2 separate regions of the Acanthopagrus latus genome follow, and region 1 is linked to region 2. Evidence: chromatin contacts called from public Hi-C data. All regions are on one chromosome and are shown on one strand. The core of a region is the stretch at or near the end of the contact, and the rest is flanking DNA. Distances in the headings are between cores, read along the strand shown.

Region 1 (2,775 bases), core at 151-2,650, 240 kb after region 2:
ACATGTGAATTATGGTCTGTGAAATTTGATCTGTCTGTAGCCATTTAACACATTATGTTGTACAGTCTTCATGATCAAACATGCTTATTGCTTACTTACTAACAAGGGACATTCATTGAGTCTCACATATGTTCACAGTTGAGAGTTGGGGTGTCTCTATAGAACGGAATATTTTCCTGATAAAAATGTAAATATTCCTAGAATTATCCAAGATTATGTCAAAATTCTAATGGTGTAGCTGACAGTATGCCTCCGGTCCAACATTTTGCACTATCTGCCAGACGCTGTTGAATTTTTCATGTGTCATTTTGATGTATGCCCCACAGGTGAGCATCGTTTTAGGACACGCACTTAGCAAATGTTCCTCTTACTGTGACTTATGTTTAAGTACAACAGCTGAGTGGTCTAATTCTTACACCTTTCCCTTCCCTTGCAACTTCAGACAACCTGGTGTTAATAACAGTAATGGAATGTAAACAAATACATTTGCTCAAGTTCTGTATTTAAGTTTTGACTTAGGCCTACTTGTACTTAACATTTTCTGCTAACTTATTTTTCCAGTCTACTACATTTTGGAGGCAGATATTGTACATTGTACTCATTTATTTGATAACTTGCTTACTTTTCAGATTGCAAACTGTATCAGAATAAAAATAGTGCATTATTTTATTAATTTATCGGAAATCAGGACAAAAACGAAATCAGATACGATCAGTGTTATGCTTAAGTAAAAATAAAGATGTTCTGTTAAAATATTACTACCTGATTGGCAATGATATACATTAATGAATCAATTCAAAAATGCAGTTCACCGGCTCTGATGCACTATGTAACCTGCATGTACGTAATCAAGATAACTAGTTACTGAAGTTATTACATTAATGTTGAACTGTAAAAGTGCAATATTTGTCTTAAAAATATCATTAAGTGGACATATACAGTAGAGTAGTAGAAACAGAGGGGAACAAACTCAAGTCAAGCACAAATACCTCAGAGTAGTAGAAACAGAGGGGAACAAACTCAAGTCAAGCACAAATACCTCGCTACAATCACTTAAGTATAGTCCTTTATTTAGCCATTGGATACAATAATCTGTGGACCAATACAATACAGAATATACACACATTTAAATATAGCTATTGTGTGATTTATTTTTATTTTTACTTTTGATATGTAAGTACATTCATTGCCAGAAATGACTTTTAATACATAAGTAACCTACATTTACCAGATACTTGAGGACTTTACTCAAAAACTAGTAAATCCAAAATAATATTTTAAAACTATTTACTTTTACTCAAGTATGACGTTTGATTATTATTATTATTATTATTATTATTATTTTTTTACAACACTGGTTAATACTAATCTATAGTTGCAAAGGTCAGAACATCAGTCCTGTTGCTGTAGCTCCCGCACAGGACAAAGCGGAAGTGGAACCTTCGTTACTCTTGCGTTTTAAAGGGGAATAAAAACAGCGTCGGACTGATATGGGCGTGGTTGAGCTTTCCTGTTTTGAAGGTAAATGACTGGCGTGACTGCTAGAGTGAGTTTCTGTTAACTTGGCTTGTTTATTATCCAGAAAACCCCTACATTAATAATTTAGCAAGCGTACAGCGATACGCAGAGCTAGCAATGCTAGAGCTGAGTTTTAAGTTAACATTCGCCTTTTAGCTAACAATAAAACTTTTTTCTCTCAAATCATAAATGCAGCTCTCCCAAGTTAGCTAGCCAGATGCAACGTTAAATAGCTGCCGGTAAAAATAAAGTTGAACAGTGCCTTTGTAGCAGAAAAACAGATGAACTCATTAGTGTGATATGGTTTTCTTTAAAGCGTGTACGTTAGCGAGTCAGCGTCAAGTGCCGCCCATTTCCAAAAGACATTTGTCAGCTGAATTCGAGAGATAACGTCAGACAAGTTGATCGTGAACGTGACTTGCCCCCTCTGTCACATTAAACGCCCTCTGTCCTTAACTTAAGTATTTTTTTTTTCGTTTTGTCTTTTAGTTACTGGTTGAAGATTCGTGTCGTGAAGCGCGCAGGAGCCATGCCTTTCCTCCACGGGTTCCGGAGGATCATTTATGAGTATCAGCCGCTGGTGGACGCTGTCATGGGTGTTGTCGGACCGGAGGGGGCAGATGGTGGACACGATGGCAGGTGATACTGAAGCCACGGTTTTATTCTTCAGGCACCTGGAAGGCGATGCTCTGTTGCATAATTGTCTGTTGTAGATATTTACACTGAAGCCATTGTCATAACCGCAGCCAGTGCTAAATGCATTTGATGGAATCACTGGTGGCGTTTCATACATTGACCTGAGTCTGGTCTGTGCAGGTCTCTGGTGGAGCTTCTGGAGCGGGAGTCCCAGTCTGAGGTGTTTGTGGAAGGCATCAGCTATGCTCTGTTTAAGGTGGCTGAGCAGGGGCTGGTGTACGCTGCTGAAATCCTTCTACGCTTTGGGGCTGATCTAAACTTTGAAGGTGAGAAACGATGTGTGTGGATGCTTTAAATACATTGTGCAAGCACTTGGAAAAAGGAGCTGTCAGCAGGAGAAACCAGTCTACTTCCATGAGCTACTCTGGATGATGCACTCAATCAGCATTTCTGTTACACCGAGGCCCTGTTCCCGCCTGGTATCATCATCTGTTCTGAGCGATCCTATCACAAGCAGACACCTTTATGTGCGTCCGTTCCCACCTGGCATAAACATGCATCTCCTTCATGTGTCTCCGGTGACTAGTGGTGATTGGATCTCACTCCCCCGTTCTGTATGCA
Region 2 (2,700 bases), core at 127-2,626:
TGTTTACCTAAAAGAAGCCTGCCTGCTCTGAACAGGTGAATAGCCAGCACACCCTCAAATGGAGGATTCCGAGATACAAGTCCTGCCACCTCAGCAGGAGACTGAAACTCTGCAGCATCTCTGAGCTCACAGGTGTGTCCTGCTGATTCAATGTGGGACCTACAATAAAATAAATATACTAGTATGACTGGCTGGAGGGAAGACAGGATGGTAACAGCAAAATAAATTGAACTATGTCACAAAATGATTTGGTTTTACTAATCAAGTGTTACCTGGTTTCTGAGCATCACCCCCCTCAATCATGTTACAGCTGATTTAAAGGCAACAGTACAGTAGACAGTTTACAGGACCTTTATTTTCATGTAGCCGTGTTTAGTAGTTAACTACACGGCCAGTTACTGCCTCACATAGTGTCACTGTGGAAATCATGTTCATTGATAGAATGTAAAATAACTAACTAACTACATGTACTCAGGTGCTATACTAATATTCCAAACCTTCAGATATAATGGTAAAACACTGACAGCTAACCTTATGGTGCACAATGAGTACTGTTGCTGTCATACCTTAAGTACATGTTGGTGAGAATAAGCCAGTATTCAATTATTTTTAACGTATTACTTTCACTTGTAGTAGAGTTTCCCACTTTCACAATGTGGTTAGGTTATCAGCATTTGAACTACTTCTTCTACTGCTAATAACTACCGTTAGCAACAGCTGTTGTAGCTAGCTGCACTTAACGACAGTTTCAGTTACCTTATCCTCTCAGCTGTGGTGTGGTTCCCAGTTTGGGGGCTAAGGCAGGCAAGAAAGAGTAGTTTCATTTCTTTACAACAGGCTCTGACGGGCTAACTTGTTAGAATGTAAACATTTAAAATAAAAGGCTGAGGGAATATTGCAGCAAGCCGTGGCTCTGTGCGCCGTTTGAGAAGGCTCGCTATCCTCAACACCTATCACATTTCCTGAAACTCATGTTTACACACCCCGGGCTGGATGTGAGCACAGTACGCCTAGCTCATTAGCTGGCAACGCTATGGGCAACGCACCCACGCTTTTCATGTTTACAAGTCCGTCCTCTATTTGATCCCCCGGAAACACATGACGGTAGCACATACTGCACAGGTTCTGTTGACCTGTTTCAGTACGTAGTGTAGTTTTTGGACCGAGACAACACAACACAAAAAACCAAAAGCTGAGCATGAAACGTCTGACAGCGCTAGAATCGGCGGTTACAAAAAAAAGAAGAAAAAGCAACCACGTAACGACTTCCCTTTCTCGGCGGAACAAGGTTTGCGCAAACGGAAGTAACTTCCAAATCACACGGATAAGGCTGATCGCGTTGCTTCAGTGGACGCGTCCGGCACGGTTCACTTACAGATCGTCTCCACAGCTACGCAACTTATGACAGCTTGTTGACTGAGCGGTGTGTCACGCGACAGTACTGTGACACACTGTTTTCTGTTGACTTCCAGTTCTCCTTTGACGAAGTGTTGACTATAGACTTGACAAAGTAAGCATTTCAGCGCTGAGTTAATGGAGATAACTGAACACCACTGGGGCGTACTTCAATAATTAAAGGTAATGTCAAACCAAACTCTTACCATGCTAGCTTTATGCTGAAGCTAGCTTACTTTAGGTCTGTTTAGTGGCTGTGTTGCATATGATAAGGAAGGGTTAGTTAGGCACAGCTAGGTGGTCTCTCTGTATGAGCTAACTTATTTAACCTCCTCTGTGTTTTATTTACAGGTTTGAGCTCTTATTGCACACAAGAAGTTAAGTCACTGAAAGTTGGGAATGGCTAACAACAGGGATGCCAACGAGAGCACCCCTCTTTTGGACTCAGATTCTGGCCAAAGACCTTCACCACCATCAGTTTTCCAGGGAAGGAGACTGGCATGTGCAGCCATCCTGCTGGCTGAATCATTAGAAAGGATTGCATTCTACGGCATCACATCCAATCTTGTTCTTTTTCTCAATGGTAGTCCCTTTTATTGGGAGGGCACTCAGGCGAGCCAGGCACCTCTGATGTTCATGGGAGTTACTTACCTGATTTCACCATTTGGAGGCTGGTTGGCAGATGCTTACCTCGGGAAGTTCTGGACGATAGCCGCAAGTTTGATCCTGTATTTTATCGGCATGCTGTTTTTCCCTTTCATTTCAAATGATGAAACCAGGATAGACCTGTGTGGAGAAGAGATGGCGTTTCCTGTGCAACCTGCAGAGTGTCAGAACATTACCACTGCAAGCAATGTGACCTGCCCTATTCGAGCCCCATATTGTGGCCCAGTAGTCTACACAGGACTTTTTTTGATTGCATTAGGTGTGGGAACTGTGAAGTCAAACATCACTCCCTTTGGGGCAGATCAGGTAAAGTATGGACAGCACTTTCATATCACCAAGTGTGAATTAAAGAATGCAGAGAGGAGGTGACATGGTGTTCATTATAGAACCAGGATGATATATCAGTTGGCCGATATAAAGACCAATACCGGACAAATGGGTGTTGGCCTATATGTTGTGACATATCAGCTGACATGAAAACTTCTTGTTTTTACGGAACATTATTCAGAAGAACAAGCTTGCGGTGATTTAAAATTTGCAGTGAAGTTTACTGTTTCTGATTCATTTTTGACGATTAATGTTCTTGTTAATCTTTTAACATATCCTGCCTCCATTATGTATCTTTATCACGATTGGGGA

What was found. Hi-C and Micro-C count contacts between places; a contact is called where the count stands out from the background.
Region 1: a contact with region 2 is called in a Hi-C map of muscle, with 2.3 times the contacts expected there. The contact joins the promoter of asb6 here to the promoter of slc15a4 in region 2. A contact is called at or near these places in 2 of 4 Hi-C or Micro-C datasets (both in muscle).

The regions. Positions count from the first base shown.
Region 1 is chr5:4,975,571-4,978,345 of fAcaLat1.1, forward strand. It overlaps asb6 (ankyrin repeat and SOCS box protein 6), which reads left to right and starts at 1,401. Exons shown (of 7, transcript XM_037099168.1): 1 at 1,401-1,521; 2 at 2,008-2,157; 3 at 2,335-2,480. The coding sequence starts at 2,048.
Region 2 is chr5:4,740,560-4,743,259 of fAcaLat1.1, forward strand. It overlaps slc15a4 (solute carrier family 15 member 4), which reads left to right and starts at 1,377. Exons shown (of 9, transcript XM_037097138.1): 1 at 1,377-1,578; 2 at 1,747-2,367. The coding sequence starts at 1,795. It overlaps glt1d1 (glycosyltransferase 1 domain-containing protein 1), which reads right to left and starts at 1,369. Exons shown (of 12, transcript XM_037097140.1): 1 at 757-1,369; 2 at 8-159. The coding sequence starts at 824.